7 separate regions of the Mus musculus genome follow, and regions 2, 3, 4, 5, 6 and 7 are each linked to region 1. Evidence: chromatin contacts called from public Hi-C, HiCAR-type, HiChIP or PLAC-seq and promoter capture Hi-C data. All regions are on one chromosome and are shown on one strand. The core of a region is the stretch at or near the end of the contact, and the rest is flanking DNA. Distances in the headings are between cores, read along the strand shown.

The links. Promoter capture Hi-C pulls out the DNA fragments that hold promoters and counts their contacts. Hi-C and Micro-C count contacts between places; a contact is called where the count stands out from the background. HiCAR-type assays count read pairs that join an accessible place to other places. HiChIP or PLAC-seq counts read pairs in DNA pulled down with a chosen protein or histone mark. Capture Hi-C pulls out chosen DNA fragments and counts their contacts.
Region 2: a contact with region 1 is called in a HiCAR-type map of embryonic stem cells, with 3 times the contacts expected there. The contact joins the enhancer-like site here to the promoter of Arfgef2 in region 1. A contact is called at or near these places in 6 of 39 promoter capture datasets (the 3T3-L1 cell line, the C10 cell line, the SN4741 cell line and 3 more), 1 of 484 Hi-C or Micro-C datasets (cerebellum), 3 of 115 datasets of contacts at active chromatin or transcription factors (embryonic forebrain, embryonic stem cells and pancreatic cancer cells) and 2 of 9 other capture datasets (adipose tissue and liver).
Region 3: a contact with region 1 is called in a promoter capture Hi-C map of liver, with 4 times the contacts expected there. The contact joins the promoter of Zmynd8 here to the promoter of Arfgef2 in region 1. A contact is called at or near these places in 8 of 39 promoter capture datasets (the 3T3-L1 cell line, the C10 cell line, hematopoietic stem and progenitor cells and 3 more), 11 of 115 datasets of contacts at active chromatin or transcription factors (T-cell acute lymphoblastic leukemia, astrocytes, bone marrow-derived dendritic cells and 8 more) and 2 of 9 other capture datasets (adipose tissue and liver).
Region 4: a Hi-C map of B cells shows a contact between it and region 1, with 11 read pairs. The contact joins the enhancer-like site here to the promoter of Arfgef2 in region 1. A contact is called at or near these places in 4 of 39 promoter capture datasets (the C10 cell line, embryonic stem cells and pre-B cells), 1 of 484 Hi-C or Micro-C datasets (B cells), 6 of 115 datasets of contacts at active chromatin or transcription factors (bone marrow-derived macrophages, embryonic midbrain, extraembryonic endoderm stem cells and 2 more) and 1 of 9 other capture datasets (adipose tissue).
Region 5: a FOXA1 HiChIP or PLAC-seq map of pancreatic cancer cells shows a contact between it and region 1. The contact joins the promoter of Ube2v1 here to the promoter of Arfgef2 in region 1.
Region 6: a promoter capture Hi-C map of pre-B cells shows a contact between it and region 1, with 4 times the contacts expected there. The contact joins the promoter of Ncoa3 here to the promoter of Arfgef2 in region 1. A contact is called at or near these places in 7 of 39 promoter capture datasets (the 3T3-L1 cell line, embryonic stem cells, hippocampal neurons and 3 more), 6 of 484 Hi-C or Micro-C datasets (cardiomyocytes, cortical neurons, embryonic stem cells and 3 more), 16 of 115 datasets of contacts at active chromatin or transcription factors (bone marrow-derived macrophages, cardiomyocytes, embryonic basal ganglia and 12 more) and 4 of 9 other capture datasets (adipose tissue, liver, macrophages and 1 more).
Region 7: a contact with region 1 is called in an H3K27ac HiChIP or PLAC-seq map of embryonic stem cells, with 4 times the contacts expected there. The contact joins the enhancer-like site here to the promoter of Arfgef2 in region 1. A contact is called at or near these places in 6 of 39 promoter capture datasets (the 3T3-L1 cell line, hippocampal neurons, liver and 2 more), 8 of 115 datasets of contacts at active chromatin or transcription factors (cardiomyocytes, embryonic stem cells, fibro-adipogenic progenitors and 3 more) and 3 of 9 other capture datasets (adipose tissue, embryonic stem cells and macrophages).

Annotation. Positions count from the first base shown.
Region 1 is chr2:166,803,602-166,807,495 of GRCm38.p6, forward strand. Arfgef2 (ADP-ribosylation factor guanine nucleotide-exchange factor 2 (brefeldin A-inhibited)) reads left to right here and starts at 1,980. Exons shown (of 39, transcript NM_001085495.2): 1 at 1,980-2,234. The coding sequence starts at 2,114.
Region 2 is chr2:165,809,889-165,813,782 of GRCm38.p6, forward strand. It overlaps Zmynd8 (zinc finger, MYND-type containing 8), which reads right to left. Exons shown (of 23, transcript NM_001363020.1): 14 at 2,461-2,970. Among named protein-coding and RNA genes, the nearest start is that of Gm11465, 70 kb to the right of the region's middle. Within about 2 kb of position 1,888, at least 10 of the 459 cell types and tissues checked have an H3K27ac peak or open chromatin away from gene starts, as enhancers often do. A contact at or near this core is called in embryonic stem cells, where this site is marked.
Region 3 is chr2:165,882,648-165,886,541 of GRCm38.p6, forward strand. It overlaps Zmynd8 (zinc finger, MYND-type containing 8), which reads right to left and starts at 2,191. Exons shown (of 23, transcript NM_001363020.1): 1 at 1,961-2,191. The coding sequence starts at 1,974. It overlaps 1810021M19Rik (a long non-coding RNA gene), which reads left to right and starts at 3,082. Exons shown (of 3, transcript XR_866948.2): 1 at 3,082-3,894.
Region 4 is chr2:165,953,036-165,956,929 of GRCm38.p6, forward strand. No RefSeq gene overlaps it. Among named protein-coding and RNA genes, the nearest start is that of Platr29, 27 kb to the right of the region's middle. Within about 2 kb of position 1,991, at least 133 of the 459 cell types and tissues checked have an H3K27ac peak or open chromatin away from gene starts, as enhancers often do. A contact at or near this core is called in B cells, adipose tissue, bone marrow-derived macrophages and 2 more, where this site is marked.
Region 5 is chr2:167,630,156-167,634,049 of GRCm38.p6, forward strand. Ube2v1 (ubiquitin-conjugating enzyme E2 variant 1) reads right to left here and starts at 1,850. Exons shown (of 4, transcript NM_023230.2): 1 at 1,785-1,850. The coding sequence starts at 1,806. It overlaps Gm31852 (a long non-coding RNA gene), which reads left to right and starts at 2,319. Exons shown (of 3, transcript XR_375265.4): 1 at 2,319-2,678; 2 at 2,981-3,099.
Region 6 is chr2:165,990,782-165,994,675 of GRCm38.p6, forward strand. It overlaps Ncoa3 (nuclear receptor coactivator 3), which reads left to right and starts at 1,856. Exons shown (of 23, transcript NM_008679.3): 1 at 1,856-1,977. LOC115489489 (soluble scavenger receptor cysteine-rich domain-containing protein SSC5D-like) reads right to left here and starts at 3,000. Exons shown (of 2, transcript XM_030252296.1): 1 at 1,559-3,000. The coding sequence starts at 2,913. The coding sequence ends at 1,822.
Region 7 is chr2:166,008,003-166,011,896 of GRCm38.p6, forward strand. The region is part of intron 1 of Ncoa3 (nuclear receptor coactivator 3); the gene reads left to right. Among named protein-coding and RNA genes, the nearest start is that of Ncoa3, 17 kb to the left of the region's middle. Within about 2 kb of position 1,704, at least 67 of the 459 cell types and tissues checked have an H3K27ac peak or open chromatin away from gene starts, as enhancers often do. A contact at or near this core is called in adipose tissue, embryonic stem cells, fibro-adipogenic progenitors and 2 more, where this site is marked.

The sequences.
Region 1 (3,894 bases), core at 730-3,229:
ACCCTCCCCCCCACCCCAGTCCAGGGGCAGAGCCCCACAAACTGAAAATACAAAAGGTCCACAAATGCTATTATAAATATTAGCTATTAGCTAGGGGACACAGTGACAATGGATATTTGAGTTGAGCATTTGAACATGGTGGCATGGGACATTCCCAAAATTTCCATGAGGAAGAACTGTCTGCTTCTTGTGAGACAAAGTATCAAGGCTGCCCTGTGGGAAAAAAGCAAGGGGTGGTGTGGGAAGCATCAGTACTGTCAAGACAAGGCCCTGTCTTCCACTCAGGTACCGGCCATGCCACACTGGCCACCTGGCTCAGTTTCTTCTCCGGTTTTGTCCTCCGTACTGGAGGCTGATGAAAACAGACCAGGAAAAGGGGAGTTGTTGGTAGCATTGGCACAGACTGGCACTTAGAAAGCAGATGTTCAGGTGTGGTGGCTTCCTCCTACAATCCCAGCTCAGGAGGGTGATAAGTTATTTCCCTGCCGGTGAATTGAGCCAATTCAAGAGAGGTAAGATTATATTAAATGTAGGTTTCCTGGGAAGCTGCGAAGCTGCTCTCAGTTGAGTTCACTGGTCCTGAGGAAGGAGGCAAGGCAAGTCGCCATGGGAAGAGAGGAAGAGTGCTTGCAGAGAGAGAGAGAAAGAGAGAGAGAGAGAGAGAGAGAGAGAGAGAGAGAAGCCAAAATGTCTGGAAGAGCCTCTGCCTCTGAGTGAAAAGGAAGGAGAAGGGCAGCCCAACCCTTGTGCTGGAAAGTTCAGGGTTGGGAGCAGGGGATGCCAGGTAGGGACTGAGGGATGCTGGGAGAACCTGGAGGCCAGGTCAGCTTTGGTATGTAAAATATGCAACTCAGTCCCTCATCCCAGAGAGGACATTGAGTTCAAGGTCAAGGACAGCCGGCGATACACATCAGGATTGTATCAAAACAACAACAACAAACAAAACAAACAAGTAAAACTCTAGCGACAGAAGGATTACTTCTTACAAACTGGCCCGCCAGGAGCTCTCTCTCCTGTGGCAGCAGGACTGTGTCCAGGGCTGGTGTGGTTTGCTGTCAGAGATACAAATCTGGAAGAGATAGACACCGTGAATATACCTTCCAGCCTACCCTTCTTTCCCCTCCCCTCCTCTCTCTTCTCTCTTCCCTTCTGGCTTCATCCTCAGTCCTGGTTCTTAACTTCCCTGAGCCTCCTTTCCATCCCTGATTTCTCTGCCCTTCCTGGATCCGGCATCTGACCTTCCCTACTCTCTGTCACCTCTCTCATTCCATTCACTTCCTTTTGCCCATCTCTCTTCTCTCGACTATTATTACTCTCACTAATTCTTTTTTTTAAAGATTTATTTATTTATTTATTTATTTATTTATTTATTATGTGTACACTGTAGCTGTCTTCAGACACTCCAGAAGAAGGCATCAGATTTCATTACGGGTGGTTGTGAGCCACCATGTGGTTGCTGGGATTTGAACTCAGGACCTTTGGAAGAGCAGTCGGTGCTCTTAAACACTGAGCTATCTCACCAGCCCTCACTAATTCTTTTTACGATTTTTTTCTTTCCCCTTTACTCCCTCTTTCGCTTTTCTCAGCATATCTAGCGCATGCTCTTAGTCTCTTCCTACCTCCGATCACTTGCATCTTTCCTTCAGGGCTGCCCATGTCTATAGGCTTTGACCTGCATTTTCTTCCCCTTCATAGTCATTGACCATCACTCCCCTACCTGGCCCGGTTATACTACTTAGACACGCCCGGACCAGCACCACTCGCGTAGGCCCCGCCCCAACCGAACAGACCACGCCCCACCACAGGTCTACTGCCCCGCCCACCCGCCCCACCCACAGAACTCCACCCCACTCTGGCTCCGCCTCCCGGCCGGCCCCCCACCCTTGGGGTCACAGGGTCGACCGACGCTCAGCAGACGCAGCGACACCGCCAGTCACGTGGTCACGTGACGCGCTGCAACTTGGCGGCGCCGTGGGGCCGGGGCGTCTCTTCCTGACAGGGCGGCGCGCACGGACGCGGCCGGTGCCGGCCGGGTCGCCGGGCCCTCAGCCTCGCTCTCCTGCTCGCTCGCACCGCCGGCTCGCGGGGTCGCCGGCCCCCGCAGGCCGGGGCCATGCAGGAAAGCCAGACCAAGAGCATGTTCGTGTCCCGGGCCCTGGAGAAGATCCTAGCTGACAAGGAGGTGAAGCGGCCCCAGCACTCCCAGCTGCGTAGGGCCTGCCAGGTGGCGCTCGGTGAGTGAGCCACCCCGGCCTGGCCCGCGCCGGCTTCCCCACGCCGGCCGTTACCCTCCGGGCCTGCTGCCCTCCACTCCTCCCAGCCCGAATCCCACCCTCCCGTCCTCTTCCGCTCGCTGTCCCCGTGGGAGCTGGTGTTGGGGCGGCCGAGACTGGCCCAAGGTCACCTAGCAAGTTGGTGACAGCCACGGCTGGTTTTCCAGCTTCCCTGCCTGGGGCCCTTGCCACGACTCCTTGTCCCGTTTCCTGGTTCCTCCCCTCACCATCTCCAAGTCCTCTGAAGCAGTAGCTCTCGATCTTAAGTTTTTCCTTCAGCGCCACTATGCTGGTTGGGGGCTCTCCCACGGGAGCGATCAGAGCAGGTCAGAGAGCTGCCCGGTTGGTGCCGAGGAACCCCGGAGGCTTGTTTGGGAAATGTCTCACTGGAGAACATTGGGGTTCCCAGGGCGCTTCGCCTGGAAGGGATGTAAGATGATCTATATTTCAGGCATTGGACAGCGTGTACGACTTCTACTCATTTTAGGGCGGGTCCCTAAAATAAAGGTTCTGTAGAGCAAAGATACTTGTCTGATTGCTTCAATGCGGTGTCCTGTGCATTTATGACAGTGCTTCGCACACAGTAGTTGCTCAGTAAATATTTGCTGGTTGAATGGATCCATGGATTGTGGAAAGACAGAAGTCTCTAGCTCCTAACTAGGTAAAAGCTCGGTAGTTGACACCAACATCAGTCTCCTATCTTTAGTTACTTCTCGAGAGCCTGTGTAGCAGGTACTGAGGAGATGTCTATGAAGGAGAAATGGAATCCTTTGTCCCTGTGGATCTTCTTAGGTTCTGATAGAGCAGACAAAACAGTACTAATAAGTACTGCTGTCAGAAAAAAGACTTAAGTGATACAGAGGACCTGAGGTCTGCTTTAGGTTGGATGGTCAGGAAAGTAGTCTTGTCTGAAAGTGTGACATTTGAGCCCAGGTCTGAAAGGTAAGAAATGTCGACTGTGTGGAGGTTCAAGAGGAAAAAAGTTGTGGACGGAGAGCGTCAGGACATTTGACCAGAGCTGTCTCCCTGTGAATTCATCGCCCTGTGCAATCCATGGGATTTGGTTAAAAGGCCTGTTGTCCTAAAAGGTTGAGTAAACAGAAGGGCTGAGTTTCTGTTAGTCACTCTTCTCCATGGGTGCAGGAGAACGTCCACTTGAGACCTTGGAATGGATTTGTGAGCTTTGCACTTCCCGGTGAATAAGATTCAGGCCTCAAATATGTGGGAAGCATTTGAGAGTCCCTAAGGGTCAGAAACTGTTGTTGATCTTGGGGGTTGCTTGAGGCCTGTGTAATCCTGAGCAGCTAATCTTGTGAAATTCAGGGTCTGTGGAAGGGATTTACTGAGACCTAAATGTTAAAGCTTTTCTGTTTTGAAAACCAGGGCCAAGAGTTGGGTTTTGTTCTATCAGGAATGTAGGGTAAGCATTGGAAAAGCAGCTGTGAGGGAGGCATGAGCCTCAGGCTGAACCCTCCTAGACTCCATTCTTGCCATAGGGCTTCACGTTTTAACTTCTTAATTTATTTTTATTTTATTTTATTTTTTGGTTTTTGTTTTTCGAAACAGGGTTTCTCTGTGTAATCCTGGCTGTCCTGGAACTCACTCTGTAGACCAGGCTGGC
Region 2 (3,894 bases), core at 638-3,137, 990 kb before region 1:
TTTTTCCAATAGACAACAGTATCAGAAACAAGCTCTCCAGTTGTGCCAGGTAGGGCTTGTTAACCACAAGAATATGGAAATTTCTTCAGTAGGGTGAATTCCAGAAATTTCTTCGCTGATTTCTTCAATGGGGAGAATTCTGGGGTTTGGGGCGGGGTGAGTAGAAAGCTCTGGGCAGTTCAATTGTCTTAGAAAACTCTGAGGGTGTAACCAATCACTCTAAAGAAATGCAGATTACCTACCAGCCCCAGTAAATTGCTAAACTGGCCTGCAGAACTTTGCATTTGTAAAACCTAACAAACAGCCCCCCCCTCCATGGGAACACCCACAGTGAAGGGCAGTCATAAGGCTTTGTCTACATCTGCTCCTGAGCTGGGTAGCTGCACTCCACAACCCTCTTCACTTCAGGATGGACCAGAGGGAGCATGGCTGTAGAGAAGCTAGGAGCATCGCCTAGCCACCTCGGAGAAAGACCATCCACCCACCACCAAGGAGCTTCACAGGGACACCGGTTTACAGAAGTAAGTTTTGCCTCAGACCTTGGGAAATTGCTCTCTGATTGTGTTTAGTTCTAGAATCATCTTTCACTCAACCTACCACCAACTCGGGGTTTGCGGGAGATCCTGGCTGTTTCCTTCAGACATCACATCCAGAAACAGCTCTGCCAGAATGCTAACACTTCTTAAAATCATAACCTCCAATTTCCGTGGATCTTTCTGCTCTCACTGATAGGAAGCTCACGACCAAAGTGAAAGCTCCTGCTCACGATCCCCCGAAGTTGGGAGGGCACGCTTTGCTTGGTCTGTTTTGTTTGAGACAGGGTCTGATGTAGCCGAAGCTGGCCTTGAATTCTCTACTCCTCTACCTCCAAATGCTGGGGTTAGAAGTTTGGGTTACCACACCTACCTATGCTAGTACCTATCTGTAATATAAAAAATTTCCCCTAAGCCAGGGCAGAAGGCAAATCAATCGAAAGGTTCGTTTCAAGGCTGGCAAGGTCCCTCGGTGGCAGAGAATCTTGTCACTGAGGAAGCTGCCCTAAGTTTAATTCTCAGGATGCATGTGGTGGAGAGACCTGACTCGTGAGTAGTCCTTTGACCTACACACACACATAGACACACATACACACAAACCATTTAAAAAAAAAAAAAGCTTGTTTCGGAAAGAATAGGAGGTTCTGAGTGTCATGGGAGAAGGGGAGTCCCACAGTCCTGCATGGAGGAAAGGTCAGGCCTAACAAGCAGGCTCTCTACCCTAGGCAGATTTCCGAGGCCTTCAACAGGCCTTGGTGGAAGCTCAGGCGCCCTTACCCCCCCCACCACCACAGCACCACAGGGATCCCGTTCCTTTTTCTCTGCCACAGGGTAAGAACTGAGATTCTTGACCACCCGCTTAGGCATCTCACAGGGAGAAAGGTTCTCAAAGCCCAGCAAGGGCTTGCTGTAAGTCTCCCTACAGCAATGCAGGCGCCAATTCCCACCTTATTCCTGGTTACGATGAGAGATTAGCTCCTATCAGAAACAAGACACTCAAACAAAACAAAACAAAAAAACCTGGCTATCCATCACCAAACACACGCCGCACCTAAGTGATGCCGCCCCTCCACCCTCAATGGACCACTCAGGATCTTGGATGTTGTTGGATGTTACTGGCATCCTCCAGCCACCCATTTTCCCAGCCAAAATCTTGCTATGACTCTGTTAGGGGAAGGACACTCTTCACCCAGCCCTTTCAGCCTAGTTTCCAGAATGCTCACTGCTGCACATAGTCACCTCCTCCTAATAGGCACCAAGCCTCCAGCAATTCAGGCTGTGGTCCTCAGCCTGGTAGGTTCTGCCCACTAGGAGGAGACATGTTTGGTGGACGGATGCTCTCACCATCTAGTGGCTAGAGGCCAGAGTTGCACCTACACCACCTCCACTGTAAGGAGCAAAGAAATCCAGGGAATCCCAGGGCTCAGATACCTCAACGCACATAGGACAGACAGACAGACAGTCATGTCCGGTAGGTACTCAATGAGGTCTCTTACGTTTTCAGCGGTAGGGCAATTCCTAAGGGATGGTGCTTGCCTGGTTGTGAGGCCATGGGTTCAATCACCAGCACTTTTAAATCTGGTATGATGGTAAATACCTCTAATCCTATCACACTGGAGGTAGAGGCAGGGGGAATCTGAGCTCAAGGATTTGTAATTCGAGGCCAAACGGAACCATGTGAAACCTTAAGCAAGCAGACTTAAGGCTAAAGTGAACTCACAGGAAACAGGTTCAAGTCCCGTGGGATATATTTTTCTGGTTCACTGTGTTGAGGATAAGGTAGGGTCATATGCAGATCATGGCCGTCTGTACCAATCTGGGACCCTGAGACATTCCCTGTCATAGTGGGTTGGTGGTAGGGTGCAGGGCCTGACTCGTGCCAACATCAAACAACAGTCAGAGCCCGTGTGACTTCTGTGTGACTTACCGTCTTGCTTAGGCGACGGCACCTTGGGATCTTTCTTGTTTTTTCGACCCTCCCTCCCAGAAGGATCCTCTCCTAAGTCTATGACAAGTTCGCTCTCCGAGTCCGAATCCAAGCCCAAGTGCACTGTGGGAGAATCCGTTTCATCCTTTCCTTTCAGTTTGTCCTTTGTGGGATGAGGTGATGGCTTTGCTTTCTCTACAAAGTCCTTCTCAGGCTCTGGGCTGGCCTTGTCCTTGGCGGGTGTGGGGTCCGGCTTCTCGCTGACAGGAGAGTTGCTCTTCGCTTCCTCTTTGACCTCTACCTGGTTTGTGGGTTTGGGCTTCCTTTTGATGGCAGGGGCCTCTTTGTCCACCCGACTCCCCTCTTTGTCCTCGGGGTCCTCGGGCTCATTCTTGGGCTTCTGTTCCTCATCGCTGACGTACTCGCTGTCGCTGCTCTCCGACTTTTCGGAGTCCTCGGAATCGCTGTGCTCCACGGCTGTATAAACATCCTCTGAGATCTCATTTATGCCTGAGGTCAAAGAGGAAAAAACATCAGCACAGCTCAGCCACGCACACCGTCTCCGGTGGGAACAGCAAGGCAGAGGACTTTAGGGTCCAAAGAAGGCAGAAGACCTGCAGACTGTCGGGTTTTACACAGAGCTAACTCTGAGGCTGATGATGGATGGGGGTTGGGAGATGGGGCGGTTAAAACAGAGGCCCGGAGAAGCCAAGTATCTAGGCAGAAACCAGATGGGACCCAAACAAGAAGGCTGGGGCTTCCCCAAGTGTAAAGAGGCAAGTCCAGAAGGCCAGAGCCTTGGGGAGTGCACACGTTTGGGGGTGGGGGGTGCGGCTCAGCCCTAATTGCATCTGCATCTTCATCCTTCCTGGGCAATGCTGGCAGCTTTACCTGAACACATTGTCTTTTTGCCCTTTTTTTAAAACTAATTTATTTTAAAGATTTATTTATTATTATTATTCATTAGTACACTGTAGCTGTCTTCAGATGCACCAGAAGAGGGTGTCAGATCTCATTTTGGGTGGTTGTGAGCCACCATTGTGGTTGCTGGGATTTGAACTCAGGACCTTTGGAAGAGCAGTCAGTGCTCTTAACCACTGAGCCATCTTGCCAGTGCCCCCCCCCCCCTTTAAAAAAAAAAAAAGCTGAGAATTCTCTACTGAATTCACAAGTGAAGAACTTCAACCTAGGAATCAAGGCAGGGGCGTCTATTCAAAGAACAGAGGAGATGGCCAAACTGGGGTGCTAGTCTCTAAGTAGCAAACAGCGGTTGGGTAATGGGGGGAACTGCCAGACCCCCTTTAGTGGAGGCAGGTCTCTAAGTAACCTGGTACAAAGCTGAATCCCCCGTGCTGCTCAAGTGCTCATGGGAATGCACTGTCCTTCTCACGAAGGGGACAAGATGAAGCCACATCTGTATACGTCCCTTAAAGG
Region 3 (3,894 bases), core at 941-3,440, 920 kb before region 1:
TTGGCCTAGGATAACCACTGCTCAGAGACAGCCCTTCCATGCAGCCTGACTGGGTCTCAAAGCAGGAACTAGATGTGGTGAGTTTCCAGGTGGACCCTGAAGGTGAGGACTTTAAGATTCTAGCTGCAGCCTCAAAAGTAGGGCAAATGCAAAGCCAACATGTACAGGGGTGTGTGGCCCAGACTTTCAGGGAGGTGAAGGCTGTATCTAGTGGTCAGTGGGTTCTAAGCCAAACCTAGTTTGGGAGTGGCTAGGCTTCTGTTCTAGATGTAAACACCATAAAACTTACATATGAAAACACAAGGCGCACATGCAGGCACATGCCCTGTGTGTGTGTGGGGGGGGGGGGCTCTGGAACCCTGGAAGGACAAAACAGCTTTGCTCACATTTCACATTTCACAAGCAGATCACCTACCCAGAGTTCAGAAGAGCCAAGCACAATCCAAGGTCTAGCTGCGAGTCACAAGGAACCCAGTAATTCCTGCCCCCAGCGGAGAGTAAGCAGGAAGTGAGAGCTGCAGCCCTAACTGCAGATTAGCAGGAACAACAGTGGATTCCAGCCATCACCTAAACTCAAAGACACTCTCTGGAAGCCACCCTCTCCCCACCCCCATTACCACAGACCCCAGAGGTTCACCAAACTCTTGATCCACGTTCGCAGAGGAGGCAGGTTTACTTACCCAACACACGTTCAAGCAACCGTCTCACTTTTCCCCAGTTAGGAGGAGAGGACAGGCTGGCAGATTTGGGACTTGATCAAAAAGGAAATTTTTTTTTTTTTTTGGTAAACAGTTACATGGTATTATTAAAAACACACACCACCACCACCACCACCACCACTACAACAACCACAACAACACAACCCAGCAACTGGATATGGGATGCTGTCATGAGCCTCAGGTATGTATGAGCCATGTCCCCTGCACTGTATCACAGAAGACAGAAGATGATAGAATGTTTGAAAAGGGGGGAGGGAGACAAGGATAAAAGAGACATTAGCCCATGGAAAAATCATGCAAGAAGTATAAAACTAAAGGAGTCAGAGTCTTCACAGATCTCTTTTTTTCCCCCCTTCAGGATGTTATTCAAAATCTCTCCCCATCCCCACTCCCACCCCACCCACCCCCAACCCCCCAGGCACCAAGCCTACTCCAAAAACTCCCTCAGAGGCTAGGAAACACTTTCAGAACCATTTGCTGGCTGTAGGCTGACTTGAAGAACATTCTGTACCAAGCTAAGTCGGGGGGAGGAAAAAAAAACCCTGAACAATGTTGCTGCGAGTGCGAAGCTCTGGAGAGGAAGAGATGACAGTCCACACGCCACCACCCACCTAGGCCCAGGAACCAGCCTGGGTCCCTGAGTACTGTTCTTGTTCAGGCCTGACTTCTGGTGCAAACACGCATCCTCTCTTGTCAGAACTTAGCCCAGCCTTTCCCAGAACCGCTCTGGAGAAGCAAGCTGGCTTGCTCTGCTCTCTGCCACAGGCAGTCCTGAACTGTGCTGGGAGAAGACCTTCTGGCTTCTGGCTTACCTTCCATTTTCTTCCCCCAGCAGGCATGTGACACACAGCGGCCGACAGTGCAGGGGGAGGACTGTTCAGAGAGAGAGGGAGAGGGGGGAGAGGAAGGGAGGGAAAAATAAAATAAAAGAAGGGGGGATAATAGCTTCTCTTTTGGCATACCAGGATCTAGCTTCAAACTAGTCCAGAAATTCTTTGTCCTGGTCAAAATAAAGGTATTCCAAGCCCTCACCAGTCTGTAAAATCAAGCTATGGCTAATGGCTACTTAGCCATGTGACCCAAAAAGGAAAAAAAAAATCTCTCTAAACAGTCCCAAGTTACCCTAAGTGCTCTGGGGGGGGAAGTGTGGCAGAGCCAGGCTACAGAGAAATCACACTGCTAGTCCACGACTCGATGACTCGGAGGGAGGGGGGAAAAGATGGTTAAAAAGCCGAGCTTACCTCTGTGGATGCATTGTTAACTGTGTAATGTCAATACTTATAAAACATGGAGGACAGGCTCCTAGTTCTCACAGAAAAAGGGTTTGGCACTTCGGCTGATGATCTGGCCGCCTAATAAAAGCTCATCCCCGATTGGCTGCCCCGGCCAATCGGAGTGTAAAGCCGCCGCCGATTGGCTGAAACACTTCCTGAGCGATTATCTTTGTGAGGCTCGGGTGAGCAAGAGCCATCCTGTGCATAGAAAAAGACAGGCTAAGCTAGGCCTTCTGCAGGAGGGAAAACTTGGGACAGGGGCCTCCACAAGCACTTCTCCCACCCCCTGGCTCGATCCCCCAGGCCAGGCAAACCCGTGCAGCCAGCCTGACCTGCTCCAGCAAAGCCTGAAGCCAGCGCGCCACTGGGAAGGGCCCTTTTGGGGTGGGCTGGCTGACCCATCCACGCCTGCCCCCACACACAAGTCCTTCTCTAAGAAGGCGAGCAGGCCGTTTTATAGAACAAGCCAGCTTGAGTGGGTCTCAAAGGACAAAGTCGAGCTTAGGGGTGGAGAGAGCCCCAGGGAGGCAGAAGCAATAGGGACAAGGCCAGACGCAGGCCTCTGAGGGGGGCGGGGGGGGGGGGCGCGCGCGGGGAGTGAGACAGGCAGCCCGAGGGAGCCCCAACAAATCAGCAAGGGGCACCCAGGTTCCAGGGAGCTGAGAGGTGCAGCTTGCTGTGAGGTGGAGCGATCAAGTTTGCCTAGTCATGGTCAAAGTGGCTCTTGGAAAAAAGGCAGGCCCACAGAGCCATTTGCAAAACTGGGAGACCTCTAACCTCTCACCGCCACCCCTCAGCCGATCCTCAAAGACAAACCAAAAAGGGCTCTGTCAGGATGGCAAGGGAGATACCCTCTCCAGGCTTACCCTAAGAAAAGCCAAATGCGTTGCTAGCAGGCCACATGCCTCCATTTAAGTCTTCCCTCCCTCTGCTCCCTCCCCCCACCGATGAGGCCTGCTAAACCTGTCAGTTAAACAAAAATCTGACTTCCGTCTTAGTCTGTGATGCCTTCAGCTTCCTGCCTGTTAACCCTCTCTGGGACTCTGGGCCTCGCTGGGAAAAACTAGGCCCTGAGATTGTAGAAAAGGGCCTGTGGAAAAATACCAGCTGCAGCTCTCCGGGCAGATGCAGAGAGAGAGAGAGAGGGAGCTAGCTAGCTGCTGTCTCGCTTCTGCTTCCCAAGGAGGCGTGGACCTTGTGAATCCAGGGCATACAGGCAGTGCCTCTCAGTCAGAGAAGCCATTTAAATCCAGAGGGACAGAGAAAGATGTCAAACCGGGCCAGGAAACAAGCCCGTCCATTATAGTCAGGCCTACACACCCACAGGTTGGCCCTTTCTGCCACAATCGCCCCTGTATGTGTGTTCTGGGGGGAAACTGGGCCCTGTTTGGTGGGCAGACAAATCCCCTGGGCTTCGTAAGGCTTCTTGCTTCAATTTATTTCCACAGAGAACTGCTTCTTTTCGTCCCCTAAGGCAGATGGAAGGGCAATTTCACACACACAGCCTCACATTGGCAGTCCCCCTACTCCCCCCATCTCTGGCTCTGCTCCCCAGTAAAATATTAACTAGTTCCTCAGACCTGCTTAGAATTCTCCCCGATGGTGCTGGGTGGGAGACCAGTGCCTGATTCTTTCCTAAAAACTGTCATTTGTAGAAAAGGCACAGAGGAGAATCAAAAACTGTCCAAGGCTCTCTCCTATTCTTAGCTATTTTTTTAAAAACAACAACATCCTTAATTAACAAGATTCTTAAAAAAAAAAAAAAGACGCTAAATAAACACCTTTCTTCAGGGGCCGGCAGTTGATGCAGCCAGACACCAGGAGGTGGACCCAGAAAGCAATAAAGTCCCCCTCAGCTACTGAAACTAGGACTCATTCCTGCCTCCCCAGGCGTTTCCTCA
Region 4 (3,894 bases), core at 741-3,240, 850 kb before region 1:
TGGTGGTAAGATTTAATGAAAGAGGGAATTAGGATCCAGCCCCTGGCTGCTTTCACAGAAGGCCACGCTAACAAGCACTAAAGGCCTGACAGGGAGCTGCTCTCTGCTCCAAGGAAGCCTCCCACCTACCCCACACCCTGACATCTCCCTGGAGACTGTTCTGTACAGCAAGTGCCTGCTCTCTCCCAGTGTTCGAGGCCTCTCGGGGATGCTCTGAGTACAAACCCTAGTAGTCCAAGTCCAAGACAGAGATTTACAGGAAGCAGGGCATATTTATCACCCCCAGCACTCAAAAGGCAGAGGCAAGGGGATTATCAAGAGGTTGAGGCTAGCCTGATCTACATGGAGTTTTAGACCAGCCAGCCAGGGTTTCATAGGGAGACTTTATGTCCAAAAACAAAACAAAAACAAATGAACAAAGCCCCGAAATGTCAAGTATGGGGTGAACACTTTTAATCCCAGTACTGGGGAGGCAAAAACAAGGGGAACCCTTTGAGTTCTAGGCCAGCCTAGCAAATTTCAGAACAACCTGGGCTTTGTCTATCATCTATTACATATATTACGATTATACTGGGTTCATGTAGATGAGACTAGCCTAGCACCCACCTGGAAATCATGACAACTCTCCTGCCTCGGCCTCCTAAGAACTGGGATACAGGCATGAGCCACCACACCTAGATACTATATGTGATGTATGATTGATTGATTGATTGATTGATTGATTTTTTGGTTTTTCGAGACCGGGTTTCTCTGTATAGCCCTGGCTGTCCTGGGCCTTACTTTGTAGACCAGGCTGGCCTGGAACTCAGAAATCCGCCTGCCTCTGCCTCCCGAGTGCTGGGATTAAAGACGTGCGCCACCACGCCCGGCCTGTGATGTATGATTTATGATTTGCATGTATATACACTGTACACACTGATACTTCACATGTGTATTTACTGCTTTATTACATATGTACATATGAACTCCATATATGATGCTTGCTATGTATAACATATCATGTGTCATATAGACAGTATTATTACTGTCCCACTTACTGATGGGAAATCTGAGGCACAAGAAGTTTAGTAACTTATTTAGAGTCACAAAGTCTGGCCAGTTAGCACAGTGCTAACTAACAGAGTCATCAAGCCACTAAATACCAGTTGACTTTGTCTTCGGGACTCCTTGGTTTTGGGAGCCATGGTTTCACCATGACAGGTTGATTGGGGAAACATCTGTTTGTCTCCCTCTGGTTTTTGTTTATTGGTTTGTTTGTTTGTTTGTTTGTTTTCCGAGACAGGGTTTCTCTGTGTAGCCCTGGCTGTCCTAGAACTCACTCTGTAGACCAGGCTTGCCTTGAACTCAGAAATCCACCTGCCTCTGCCTCCCAAGTGCTGGGATTAAAGGCGTGCGCCACAACACCTGGCTTGTCTCCCTCTGTTATTTCCTCCTTCCTAACACAGTACAAAACCTAGAACTGATTGACTATAAGCCCAGGACTCAACAGGTAGAGGTAGGAGGAGAGAGAGAGACTTTGTGAGCTGTGTCAGCCTCTGCTACATAGCAAGTTTGAAGCCAGCCTGGGCTACATAGTGAGAACACACACATACATACAGAACTCAGAGCTCCACTTTTAGGGACTCTGGGATCGAACTCGGGTTGGGCCAGCAGGGTTGTAAATGGGCACCTTTACCACTGAGCCATTTTGCTAGACCAAATTATCAATTTTACTATGCTTTCTAGTATCAAAACCAGGATCTCTCTCCCAACCGGCAGGAGCACTGCTCAGCCTCCGAGCCTTCACGGTTTTATTTTTCCGGTAACACTGAAGGGTCCTCATAGCTGTTACGGCCTCCTCAAGTCCTCTCCGTCGGAGAAACCCTGGGGTGGGCCTCCTGGCAGTTTGTTTTCTCTTCATCGCTGACAAGCAGGATCAGATCAGGCTGAACTTCCTGTGGAAGAATTCACAGAAGAGTTATTTATGGCTACTTCATCTTCCGGCGCCGAGACAGTGACCGGGGTTAAAGTTAGAGGGGTGCGGAAGTGGAGCACGGGGAGAAGAAGGCGCGGTCGGGGCGCAGCTGCTTAGATAAGCTGTTTAGATTGCACACTGAGTGGTATATATTTAACGCTTATTCTTTCACACTTTATTAATTTATCTGCTTGTGTTTTCGCACGCACACACTACAGTGTTCATGGAGCGCTCGGAAAACGCGTGGAAGTCAGTTCTCTCCTACAGTGTGGGTCCTAGGGACTGAACTCAGCCCGCCAGGTTCAGCAGCAAGAACTTTACACACTTAGCCATCTTCCTAGCCCAGTGCCTAATATTTTAAAATCTACTGGAGAAAGAGAGAAGAAAGAAAACTGTCTTCTTCCATTTGTTTTGAGAAAAGAGTCTCCTGTAGCCTAGATTCCTCTTAAACTCCCCATTCTGAGCTGAGGAAGGCCTTCGACTCAGACCCTCTTGCCTTTGCCGCCATGCCCTGAGCATGTTCTGTGACTCAAGCCTGTAATTATACCGTGGGGAAGGCAGAGATGGGCAAATCTCTTCGAAGTCAACGGGCCCTTTGGGTGGCTCACTCCAGCTCCAGTTCCAGGACTTCTGACACCTTCTGACCTTGCACAGGAAAGCACACATGTGCACAAACGCACAGCCACACATATGTACACATATGTACAGAGGAAGGCCAGGAAACCAAAGCCTCCTTCTCGGAGCCTTCCTTGACTCTCGGGACTCTTTCTTCTAACTTTTCTTTTTCTTTCTTTCTTTCTCTCTCTCTCTCTCTCTCTCTCTCTCTCTCTCTCTCTCTCTCTCTCTCTCTCTCTCTCTCTCCCTTCCTTCCTTCCTTCCTTCCTTTCTTTCTTTTCTTTTTTTTTTTTTTATTTTTGGCTTTTCCAGACAGGGTTTCTCTGTATAGCCCTGGCTGTCCTGGAACTCACGCTGTAGACCAGGCTGGCCTCGAACTCAGAAATCCGCCTGCCTCTGCCTCCCGAGTGCTGGGATTAAAGAGAAGCTTCTGAAGGTCCTGAGTTCAAATCCCAGCAACCATATGGTGGCTCACAGCCATCCGTAGCAAGATCTGACTCCCTCTTATGTAGTGTGTGAAGACAGCTACAGTGTACTTACATAGAATAAATAAATAATTTTTTTAAAAAGTAGCTTGGGCTGCAAAGTGAGATCAAGATAAAATTCAGAGTCATAGACACACAGGAGAGAGGCCTGGGGAAGACAGAGGAAAAGCCCTGGTGGGGGTGGGGTGAGGTTGAGGAATCAATACACCCAGCATTTCTAGCAAACCCCAGAGACAGAGGTGGGCTGGAGTACCTCTCCCCAGAGAGTTCGAAGCAACCCAGTTCTGCAGAAACCTTCATTTCTGTCTTTTGTCTTCAGAACGGCAAAAGGACTCATTTCTGTGGTTTAAAGTCACCAGGTTTGAGATCATCTGTCATCTGAGCTCTAGGGAACCAATCTGCTCACACTGAGCGAGAGAGGAAAATGAAAATTATGGCGGCATATTATTTTAACCAGTTTGACAAAGATCACAAGGTCTGATAGCAGCCAGCCAGCGCCTGTTCTGAGAAGCACTCGCTTTCTTTCTCGGCTGGCAGGAAGATATGTAAATTGATGTGATCATCCTGGAGTTGATGTGACAAATTCTGTCAAAATGACAAATGAGATTTCCTTCTGACCCAACAATTCTACTTCTAGGATTTGCCCAACACATGAAGAAACGAGCACCCATGGGATGTGCTGGCACACACCTGTAATCCCAGCACCAGGAAGAGCGAGGGTCACCAGCTTGAGATCAGTCTAGGATTACATAGCGAAGATGGGAGTAGGGAGTGGGCAGGAGAAGCTGAGGCAGAAGGTTCATAGCAGATTCAAGTCTAGCGTGGGCTACATAGTGAGTT
Region 5 (3,894 bases), core at 600-3,099, 830 kb after region 1:
GGACTAGACAGGCGCTGAGGAACGCCTGTTTCTGGGTTCCCTAAAGCCTTCCTATGCTATCTAAGCTGTGCTATGTGCGCTTCCTTCTTTTCATGGAGCTAGGGATGGAATCCAGGGCCTCCGACTTGCTGGTCAGATCACTCTAGCACTGAGCCTCACCCAGCCCAAACTCTTCTGGATTCTGTACACAGCAGCTGCTGCTGAGCTGCTGTTTCTATCTGCACTCCTGAGGCACGGGCAGGGCCTCAGAAGTTAGAAGTGGCTGTCAAACCGGATCCTGAGATGTCCTAAAGCAAGGACAAGCAGTGCTGACTGGTAGGGCCACCCCAGTACTGGCTGCCTGGCACCTCTCTGCGAGATACCCTGCATCCCACCCCAGTACAGCCTGTGGCAGACTGGGTCTTCCCAAGTGCCCACCGCCATGTGTTTGTCAGGAAATGGACTGACTTGGCTCCGCAGTCTTCTCCAGGACACACCAGGCACTGTGTGGTGGGTCACTGCAGGCAGCACCTCTCTGCTTCCCACCCCACAACATCTCCTCTGGTGGCCTCACAGCCCCAAAACACCAGTGCCTAGGCTGGTGGCCTGTCCTTACCCCTTGCTCACCTCCACCAACAGACTCCCGAGGATATAGCCCCACACCAGAAGGGAGCACCCACTCTCTCCTGAATCCTTCATTGGAAAAGCAGACTCCCATGCCTTCCCAGACCCCGGGGGATCTCCTTCACCAAACCCACTCCACCTTCTCTAGCCTGCCAGAGTCCATGGCTCATAATCAAGTACAGGTTGCCGGTTCTAAGGCAGCAGACCCTTCGGGTCTCCCCATCTGGCCTTCTCTTCTTAGCCCATCAGAGACCGACAAGAGCTTCTCCCCTAAGAGCATCCCCTTTACCCTCTTGCTATCCCTTCCATTTGATCCAAGGGCTCTCATTTCACTGCTCCTCTCCTACCCATCCAGATAATGGAGAGTTTCTGAGTTGAACCCACATATTTTCCCCCAATTCGCAGAAGGATTAGGAGTGACAGGCACTTCCTCCATCCGCTCCCCGCAGGAAGAGGTTTTTCTTCTCTAAAAGCAGCATCTGCGGGACTGCACCCCATCCCATTCTCCCCACTGCAGGAGCCTTCCCAATGGCGACACGCCCCAACAGACCCCACCCCACCCCCCGACACACACACCAGGGCTTCCTAGGCACCTGCTCGTGCCCATCCAACGCGGCGCTCGGCTCCCAGCGCGCCTTCTGAAACCTATCCCTGGTCTCTGCAACCCAGGCCTGCTCCCACGGCAGAACGCCCGGGCTCAGCCCGTGCAGGTGCCCGGATTTCCCTGGGAAGCGACCACCACGATGAGAGCAGCCCCGACCCTAAATTGACGCGGGGCCCCGGCGGCCTCGCCTGCGGCCCGCGAGGCTCCGTGCGTGTTCCCTAGGGTTGCGCCCGCGTACCCCCGCCGGGCATTCCCGGCTCCCAGTCGCCCGGGCCAGCTCCCAGCGGGACCTCGCCCGGGCATTCCCGAGCACACTCGGCCCCTCTGCCGGCCTCTCCCCCACCCCCCGCCCCCCGGAGGCGCCCGAGCCTCCGGCTTGGCCGCACCGCCCACGGCCCGGCTGCCCCCGCCCGGGCTTCCGGCCGCCGCCTGATGGTCCCAGGCCCGGCCGAGCAGCCAAACGCAGCCGCAGGGACAGCGCGGAGCCCTGTCCCGGCCACCATGGCCTCCGCTAGACCGGGACCAAGCCCAGGGAGCCCGCGCCCCGTCCGCCAGCACGCCCGGCGCCCCCGCTCACCCGAGCCTGTGGTGGCTGCCATCTTGCGTCGCTGTCGCTCGAAGGCCGGCCCCTTCTTCACCCCCCCTTGAGTTTTTCTCCGGGCGCTAGTGCGCAGGCGCAGGTGTAGGCGCAGCCGCAAACGGTGCCGCTGACGCCCGCTCGGGGTCGCAGGAGCCGGGCGGGAAGGGCTTTGCCCGAGTCTTCAGTGAGCGAGCATGAGGGCGGGGCAACCTGCAAGCCCCGCCCAGCCCGAGCGCGGGGGAGGCGTGCAGGTGCTCGGCTCGAGGGCCCCGGGGTGACCGTGCGCTTCCGGGAGAATAGAATGGGGGGGAAGGGCTGTGGAGCCCCGCGCCTGTTCCCAGGCTGTTTCCGTCCCCCTGTGTCCTCACCACGTAGCGAAAATGAAACCGCGAGAGATGAAGTTCAACTCAACTGCTAAGTAGCTGAGTCAGAATTTGACCCCAAGCCAGATGATCTTTGTTATGGGGTATATGGAGAAAAATAACACCGAAAGGCCTGAATGCGTCAAATTGTGGGCCAGTACAATCTTGTTTCCGGCACTGTTGCTGTTCTGGGGCCTGAAGCATGTAGGGACAAGGTGCAGCTAGGGGCTTGAGAACCACCAACCTTGAGACATGCATTCTGCTTGTTTGTTTGTTTGTTTGTTTGTTTAGGGGTTTTGTTCGAGACATGCTCTCAACTCAGCTGTCCAAGAGCCCACTATACAGAGGATGACCTTGGCTGTCTGATTCTTCGGCTTCTGCCTCATGCTGGGGTTGCAGGCTTGTGTTTTAGAGTTCTTCTTAGAGATGGAATTATGTGGGAGAACTGTGCTTGGTGCCGGACATGGCAATGTCTCCACGAAATGAGATTCTCTTCTCAATTGCTACATTCTAGTTGGACAGAGAACAAGTAAGCCAATATAAATAGATAAATATACATTTTACCTATGATAAGATAGGGGACAAACCTATAAAGGGCACCAGGAAGAATCAGAAAAGGCCTCCTGCAAAGGTCTGAAGACACTTGTCTGCATATAGAGTAAACCCATCACAAAGCCACCTTTGATGTGAAACCCTTAAGGGGACTTGGAAATCGAGGATGAAGTAGCCAGATAGGCTGCAGATTATACTGCTAAGAGGGACAGCAGAGGGGCAAGGAAGCTGGAGACATTCCTGGAACATTCCATTTGTCATCTGTTTGGTGTATTCTAGGTAGCTCCACTGCATTTCCTCTTGAGGAAGTACGTGGTAAGCTCAGAACTACCGTCCTGCAGAAGATGCACACCAGCCTAGGAGTCTGTCCCACAGAACAGAGGGAACCAGGTCTCTAGGTAAACTGGGAAGGGTGAGTGCACAATACACTGAGGCTCTGCTCCCGGGGCTGGGGCTATGCTGGGGGCCGTGACGTGTCTGTGGCCTTGTATTTATGAAGGCTTTCCCTGTTTCCCAATATTGTACCTGCTTGCCGAAGTGTCTGCAGGTTTGAGTCCACAATACTACGACAGCCTCACTCTAGCCTTGACCTTATGACACATGCAGGGCCTCTCTAGCGTGTCTCTGCCTCTTCTCGAGGCTGCTGGAACCTCACATGGTCTCCCTGTCCTCAGAGCCTTTGGGCTCTCCTATTGTAATCGTCTCTGGAGGCTCTTGAGATGCCAGGAGTTCCAGCTGCTTGCCATATAGCTTGCCTTTGCTTCACATGTCACATGACACAAAGCGTCCTTTGGACGCACAGACAACATTCGCTCCGGGTTTCGAGCCACTCTAAAGCACTGGGACCTAGAGCAAGCATTTGTCTCTGGAGGCTGACTCACTTCAGAAGTGAGAGTCTCTAGATTTGGGTCTTCATTGTGAATCTTTTTGGGTGGCTTCTGCTGAGAGGTTTGTAAAGATAGCACCCCTGTAATTGCAGCAGTAGGGAGGCTGAGGCTGGAGGCTGGAGAGTTGGGGCCTGCCTAGAATACATGGTCAAGACGCTGACTCTAACAACAAAGTACACCCCCAGAGGTTTGAAGCACCTAGTATCTGGTTCAACATTCTGAAAAGGGGCTAGTCTCACTCTATGCTTTGATAAATACCCTGGACGATGAGAGGATGCGGGTGCGGCAGGAAATCTGGCATTTGCT
Region 6 (3,894 bases), core at 606-3,105, 810 kb before region 1:
CAAGCTCTAGGCCTGTGACTTGTGTTTCCTTGGGGCAACAGTCTTAGAACCAAGCCTAATTCGAAGAAGGGACACAAGTCAATCCCTTCATGGAGGAGTGGTCTGGGCAAACAGGGAAGGATGAAGGATGAAGGCAGCATCTTCGCTGATTATCTACCTGAGCAAGTCAATCAGCTACTTTAAATTTTGGCTCTAGCACCGGCCAGATGCTGTTGCAGGGTCACCTGCTTACCCCACCCAAAGCAGCGGCATGTCTGCCTTCTTTTTGGATCTTTTACTGAAACAATTGAATTATTTTTTTACTGTTCATATCTGTTATGCTCTCAACATATACATATATAAAGATTATGTATATGTCTGAATATGGATAAAATTTTAGTACAGTACTGTGCTTGAATCAGTAATTATTTATTTTAATGTACTTTTGTTACATTTAGAATTATTATTACTATTTTTAGTTTTAAGATTAGATTTCTCTATGTAGCCCTGGATGGCCTGGAACTCAGAGATCCACTTGCCTCTGCCTTCTGAGTACAGGGATTAAGGGTGTGCACCACCACACCAGGTTTGGGACTTGGCTGCTGTGGGAATAACTCCAAGGGTAAACAGTGGACACTTGCAGAACAGTAAAGTAGTGCAGGTGGGAAATCCTTGAGGTGACAGCAGAACCTCAGGATAGGGTTAGTCTTATTCACACTGAAGACATTTTATACAGTTGTGTCCCAAGACGTCCTCTATTTTTTCCCATTAACTCCAAATTCCTTTACAAGTTCTTTTTACCTAAGAACTATCCATAAACCGGGGTTGCTAGTGCATGCCTTTAATCCAGCACTAGGGAGGCAGAGGCAGCCAGGTTTCTAAACTGGAGTCTAGCCTGGCCTACATTTATTGAATTTAACTTTGGCCTTATTTATTTTGGTCAGACTCCCCTCACCCCCATCCCCAACTTGGCTTTAAATCCCTGCTTTGAAGGAGGACTTTGAGTTTTTGTTTCTTCTGTTTCTGCCCCGGAGCCATGGGGTCACTGGGATTGCCTTCACTTGCTACCATCGGTTTTCTTGGAGGAGAGGCTGGTTCTGTAGAATGCTGCACATTCTGCGCTTTAATTTTTTAAAAAATTATTTATTTATTTATTTTCCTATTCCGTTAGATTCAGGTCACTTAACTTGGTAGTTTTCTGCTTTCTGCACTGCATCCTATCGGGGACATGGCGTGACAGTTTGAGTCACCTTTGGTGGCACCGAGTTTAAGATGTTCTTGGTTAAGGTGCTGTCTCTCAGTAATTCCCACTGTAAAGCAAGCTGTTCTCTGGTTTAAATCACAATACGCAGAGACCAAACCTGAGGACCAACACCTTGTGAGCCAAAACCTTTTTTTTTCCTTCGAGACAGGGTTTCTGTATAGCCCTGGCTGTCCTGGAACTCACTTTGTAGATCAGGCTGGCCTCGAACTCAGAAATCCGCCTGCCTCTGCCTCCTGAGTGCTGGGATTAAAGGCGTGTGCCATCACCGCAAGGCCCGAAACCTTTTCAAGTCAGTGACTTAGCAGGGCTCCTGACCTCGGGCCTCAGTTTGCTCCTCTGAAAAGTAAGGACAACGCCCCCTCAGCTACTGGTCTTGTGGGACGGTGCTTGGCGCACAATGAACACTCCATTGAAGTCAGGAATTCCAGGATGGAGACAGGCAAACGGGAAAACGAACCCAGAACGTCCTCTTCACCTCCAGCGGCTGGGTGAGCTGAGGGGAACCCAGGCCTCGCGGCCACGCCCCCTGCCTCGCGCACGGCCCCCTGGGACCCGTAGTGCTGGGCGTGGCCGCGGGACTACAAATCCCGGCGGCCCCCGCGCCGCGGCTTCAGCGGCGGCTGCCTCAGCTCCTCAGAGCGCCGGCGGCGGCCTCGGCGGAGTCGGTGTCGGCGGCCGGGGCTGAGCTGTGAGTTTCCGATCGAGAACAGCGTTGGGGAAGATGGCGGCGAGCGGTGAGTGGAGAGAAAGGCAGTGGCGAGCGGCGGGCGAGGCCGGCGGCATGGCCTGAGGCGGGGGTCCTGGGGTCGCCAGTAACGCGCGGCGCAGGCGACAGGGATCGCGCGGGCGGCGCTGGGCTCCGGGGCCCGTGCAGGGTCGCGAGGAGTTCGCGGCCGCGGCCTCTGCTTGCCGCTGGGGCTCCCCCCGCCGAATCTCGGGTCGGAGAAGCTCAGCCGAGTCTCCTCTTCCCGCCGGCGCCGCCCGGCGGAGCGGACACGGGCGGCTCCTCCGGCCGAAGCTGCGGCTCCGCTGCGAGCGGGCGCGGCGGACACGGAGTGTGCGGTGCCCGCGGGGTGTGTGCGGGGTGAGAGTGGGGTCTGTGGCGTGTGCGGGGTGTGTGGCATGGATGTGGGGGTCTGCGGGTTGTGCCAGGTGTGTTGGGTGGCCCCGGAGTCCGCCAGGTGTGTGGGGTGGATGCAGGCTGCGTGTGGGGGTCTGCAGGGTGGATGCTGGGCGAGGGAGCTGAGTGCGGTGTGCGAGGTGTGTGCTGGTGTGTGCCGGGTGAGTGGAGGTGCGAGGGGTGAGTGCAAGGTCTGCGGTCTGTGCGGGGCGAGGACCGGGTGGATGCGGGGTCCGCGATGTCTCCAGGGTGGATGCTTGGCGGATGAGGAGTCCGAGGTGTGTGTAGCGTGGATGCAGGGTCGGCCGTCTGTATGGGATGAGTGTGGGGTCTCTCCCTCTCTGTGCGGCGTGGATAGGGGCTCTGCCGTCTTGTGTCGGCTATCATCGAGGTCGCTTTCATCTTCTGAAATTCCCAGTCTAGGTTCGTTCATTGATTCTGTTTGCAGTAGTTTAAATGAAGTGGGAGGCAGTGCTACTTCCCTAGGCAGCTTGAGGGTGGCTAGGGTGGAAAAGTTAAGCAGGAGAGCAGCTCGGAGAGGCCAGAGCATCGTAGGCCCGCGGAGCAGGAGCCTAGGACTCCACACTGTATGACACTGGAAGGTTGGAAAGTGTCTTTAAGTCGAGAAACTTTTTCCCCCTCCCAAATGCGAAGACTTCCTTTTTTTTTTTTTTTGGTTGCAGTTTCTGAGTAGCGCTTCAAAGCCAACTTGTTTTTGTAATTAAGCTTGTGAGGTTAAAAACCAGGAAGGCGAGTCAGTCCCCTGTCTGCTGAAGGGCTAGGTGGACGAATAAGATGAGAGGTCCTGTATCAGGGTTTCTGGACTGAGATTTAAATGTCGGGGACCCTCGGCTTGGTTGACAGATCTCTGCTGCGCCAAAGCCTCAGCATTTGTTCCTGCAGGTTGTTGCAGAAATGAGTTGCTGGAGCTAAGGGTGCATGCATTCAGATCTTCAGCAGATACGGCTGTGGACTAACAGGGCAGTGCAAACCTCTGAGTTTGTGAGCCGTTTGTTCTTTTAAAACCTTAAATGGTTATCAAGTATTCAGAATAGGTTTTTTCCACATCGGATACCCAACTGAAAAGGTCTGAAAATACTGAAAAAGGAATCTCTTCCACTAGAAACCCTGTCTGTGGCAATGACTGTTAGCATTTCTTGCAGTAAGTTTGGCTTTGGAACTAAAGACTAAAGTATTTTCATTAGAAACAAACCCCAGCTGGTATATACTGAGAGCAGGAACGGGGGCTGGGGAGGGGTAGTGTTTTCTTTTTTTGCTATTTTAAACTTGCAGGAGCTGGAGAGATGGCTCAGAGCTTTAAGAACATTGGTTACTGCTCTACTAGAGGACCTGGTATTGACCCGCAGCATCCAGCAACCATCTATGGCTCCAGTTCCAGGGGATCGGTCGCCCTCTTCTGGCCTCTGTGGACATCAGGCATCCACCTAGTGCACTGATTGACATGAATTTAAAAAATCTCAATAGTTGTTAGGCTGTTGAATTTAGTGCTACTGCTGTTTGCTGTATTAAA
Region 7 (3,894 bases), core at 454-2,953, 800 kb before region 1:
ATACGTTCTGTCAAAATTAAGGACCTTAACCTAGATTCATGGTACCTCTATCATTCCTGTATGAAAGTATAATCTATAGGAACACTTTTAAGGTTATCTCTTCCATGGCCTGTGAAACAAAAAGCAAGGTTTCAAAAGGAGTAGCTGGGTGTTTTGATGTAGCTTTTGAGTCAGTGGTAGAGTAGCTTTTAACTGATGGGCAGGAGTATGTATGATACGTTCAAGTTCTGGGCTGTGTGTGGATGGTCTGTAAAGTTATATAAGCAGGGCTGGCTGCTTTTCTAGAGGACCCAGGTTCAATTCTCACTACCCACATGAAACCCCCCAGCTGTCTCTAACTCCAATTCTAGGGGATCTGACACCCTCACTCAGACACACATGCAAGCAAAATACATGAAATAAAAATAAGTCATTAAAATTTTAAGCTAAAAAGTTATACAAGCATAATATATTGCTAGTTTTGGGGGAGGGAGTGTAGATCTTAGTATGTAGTATAGGCTAGCCTTGAACTTGCCATGTCCATCTGCCTTGGCATCCTGAGTGCTCTAATTACAAGCATACCACATGTCCACAGTTTTTTGTTTATTTGTTTGTTTGTTTTTTGAAACGGTCTCATTTTGCAGCTGTGTTTGGCCCAGAACATGCTATATAGTCTATATAGCCTAAGCTGGCCTCACACTCAAGAGATCCACTTACCTCTGCCTCCTGCTAAAGGTGTGCACCATCGTCCCCTGTCTTGGGTAAAGGTTAAAGGTTTATCTGTGTGCCTGTGTGTGCATATATGCATGTATGTGGAGGTCAAAGGCCACCTTGCTTCAAGCGAGGTCCTTTGTTCTTTCCCACTGTACAGGCCTGACTAGTTGTTTGTAGCTTCCAGGGATTGTCCTGTCTTGTCTCCCATCTTCCCCTAGGCGTGCAGGGTTACACACACTCAGCTGCACACTTGGCTTCTGAGTAGCTGCTGGGGATTTAAGCTCTGTTCTCATAGCTCGTCACAGATGCGTTGTCCTATGTAGCCATCTCCCAGCCCATCTTAAGCAGACCTTATTAGTTAGTGCATTTGACTGTTAAAAGTCAGCTTTGATTTTTGAATGGTTTGGAATGTAGTCTTTTTATCCCTTTAATAAAATGAGTCAAGTCTTTGTCTGGCTCAGGATGTAGCCCAGTTAGAGTGCCTGCCTAGCGGGAAGCCCGGGGATGGATGCTCAGCACTGCAGGAACTGGGTTTGGGAGGTACAGGCTTTAATTCCAGCTTTCTGAGAGGGAGGAGTCAGGAGGGTCAGAGGTTCAAGGTCATCCTCTGCACCTAGTGAGAGAATTTGAGACCAGCCTGGACTGCATGAGCCATTGTTTGAAAGGGGGAAAAATAATCTTTGTCTATTTCCTCCCCAATATAAGTTAAAATGTATAGTATTACATATGTTCTAGTGTGATCTCATGAAAAGGTGCTGAAAACCTGTCTAAAACACTGGCTCTCAGTGTATGTTCCAGGAGCGAAACTCAGGGCCTGCCTCTGCCACTGCAAAGAGTGTCTTGCCTATGATTTTTTATATTCCCTTAAAATCAAGAAAACAAATAAAACAGAATCCCCACCTTTTTTTTTTTTTTTTTTTTTGAGAGATGTCACATGTCCTGTGGGCTGGCCTTAAATCTGGAGACTTCTTCCTCCTCCTGAGTTCTGGCATAATCACCATGCCTGGCTTTTCGATGTGATGCTAGGGACCAAACCCAAGGCGTCATGCTTGCCCCACACTCTGCCAAGTGAGCTGTGTTTCCCAGCTGCTGTGCTTTCCTCTCCATGCTGGAAACACTCAGCTCTAGGAATCAGACCCTTGGCACAGAGTAGGTACATGCTAGCCCTAAAAATATGGGCTATATGGATGTGAAGAATGTATTTCTATAAAGAGATGTGCATCTTACTACCCCCTTTTGTGATGAGATCTTGCTGTCCATGCTGGTCTTGATGTTGTTGCCTGCTTGGGCCTCCGGAGCAGCTCTGACTAAGGGCTCCTGCCACAATGCTGGTCTTGTCTCATGGGTTCTACTTCACTGTCTACTGACTTATGTTAGCTTTTGAATGCTTGAGGCATATGCAAATGAGAAAATCAGCATCTCAGAGTGTTTGTAGCATTGTAGCCTTCATATTAAGTTACTGTACCTTTAAGCTTCTGCGGGTCTCAATGGATGTGTCTCTCTCCCAAAGGTGATGGAGACCCCAGGTTTTTTACTGTTCCCTTCACTTAAGTAGTTATTTTATCTGAATTATTTTTGACATACTTGAATTTTGGAACAGTTTTTAGTTTACATCTAAAAAGGATACTTAAAAAAGAACAGTGGAAATTTCCAGCTTTAAAAAAATTTGACTGGTCTAATAACTGCTTCGCAGGAAGAAATATGAAAAGGAGCCGCAGACGTTCTGGATGTCAGCCTGTGAAATTTTCCACTATTTCCCATAATAACATGCAGGCACGCTTATATTCCTGATTCAGTGGGACTGTGACTGCAGTTGCCTGACTGGAATTTGAAGCTCCTGTCAGCGAGAAATGGCATCTGCCACTCCTGCGAGCAGCGCGGAGCTGCCCGTCCTAGGGGCTGGGCTTGCTCTAGGGTTGCCTGGGGAGACACTGTTGGAAAGGCTGATCTTGGAAATTATTTATACGTTTCACGATTCCAAACGATTTTGATTATAGTGGACTTACAATAATACATCTGCTGCAACAGTTTTTTTTAATAGTTTTATTTATATAAATTTATAGAATTTTATTTTGTGTAAAATGCTCAGAGAAGTAAAACATAAAGGTTCGGATAGATCCAGGTTTCATTTGCTACAATTTAGAAACTATTCAATGTATTAGCTTATGCAGGTCCCTGTTAGTGCAGTAGAAGATCAGCAGGCTTCCTCCTGAAGTTAGCCATTCTTTAGACTCAAGTGAGCAGGTCACCCCATTTGCCCAGGTTCTGTAAGTTGACCAAGATAAGTATGGAAGAGCAGATCACAAGATACACTGTAACCTAAGCCTGTCCTGCTTCATCTCTTACAAGGCAGAGTGCCATTGAGGAATGGCCAGCCACCCTTTATGAATTAAACTTAATTATTTACTTTTGAGAGATGGTGTCACTCTACTGCTCAGGTTGGCCTGAAGCTTGGGGGGTTCAGCTACCCCACCTTGCTGATTTTAACTAGACAACTCTTTTCTTTCTTTCTCCCCTTCTTCTCCTTTTTTTTTTTTTTTTTTTTTTGGGGTGTGTGTGTGTGTGTGTGTGTGTGTGTGTGTTATGAGACAGGGTTTTCCTGTGTAGTTCTAACTTGTCTGCCCTGGAATTCACTCTGTAGACCAGGCCTCAAACTCAGAGATCTACCAGCCACTGCCTCCCAAGTGCCAGGGAAGCTGAGGCAGGAGGATTAACATTGCTTTGAGGCCAGCCTTGTTTACAGTTCCAGGACAGCTAGTGTTACATAGTAAAGACCTAGTCTCAAGAGAATACAGAATACAAAGTGGAAAACAAACAAAATACCTCCAAAACAACAATGAACCAGATCCTTGCCCTGCAGAGTAAACTGTAAGGACACACGTGCTTCTCCAGTGAGGAATGAGGGTTTGAGTGATAACAGATGTGCTTCACACTCTTGAGTTGCTTCCAGCTTAGAGATAAAGCCATATTAATGCGCAAGTAACTGTTTCTGGACCGGAATAACTATGCTGGAGCAGGCTTCTACCCTGGTCATTGGGTTCTCCCTGTTGAGTCTCATCTCTTTCTTAGATTCTGTTGTCTTCTGACCTCTTCATGACTTCCCTTTCCAGCCCTCTCTACATATTCTACATTTTCAACCATTTATCCCTTTCTCCTCACCCTAATTCTCTTCTGGCCTGAAGGCTTCCCTGTCAACCTCCC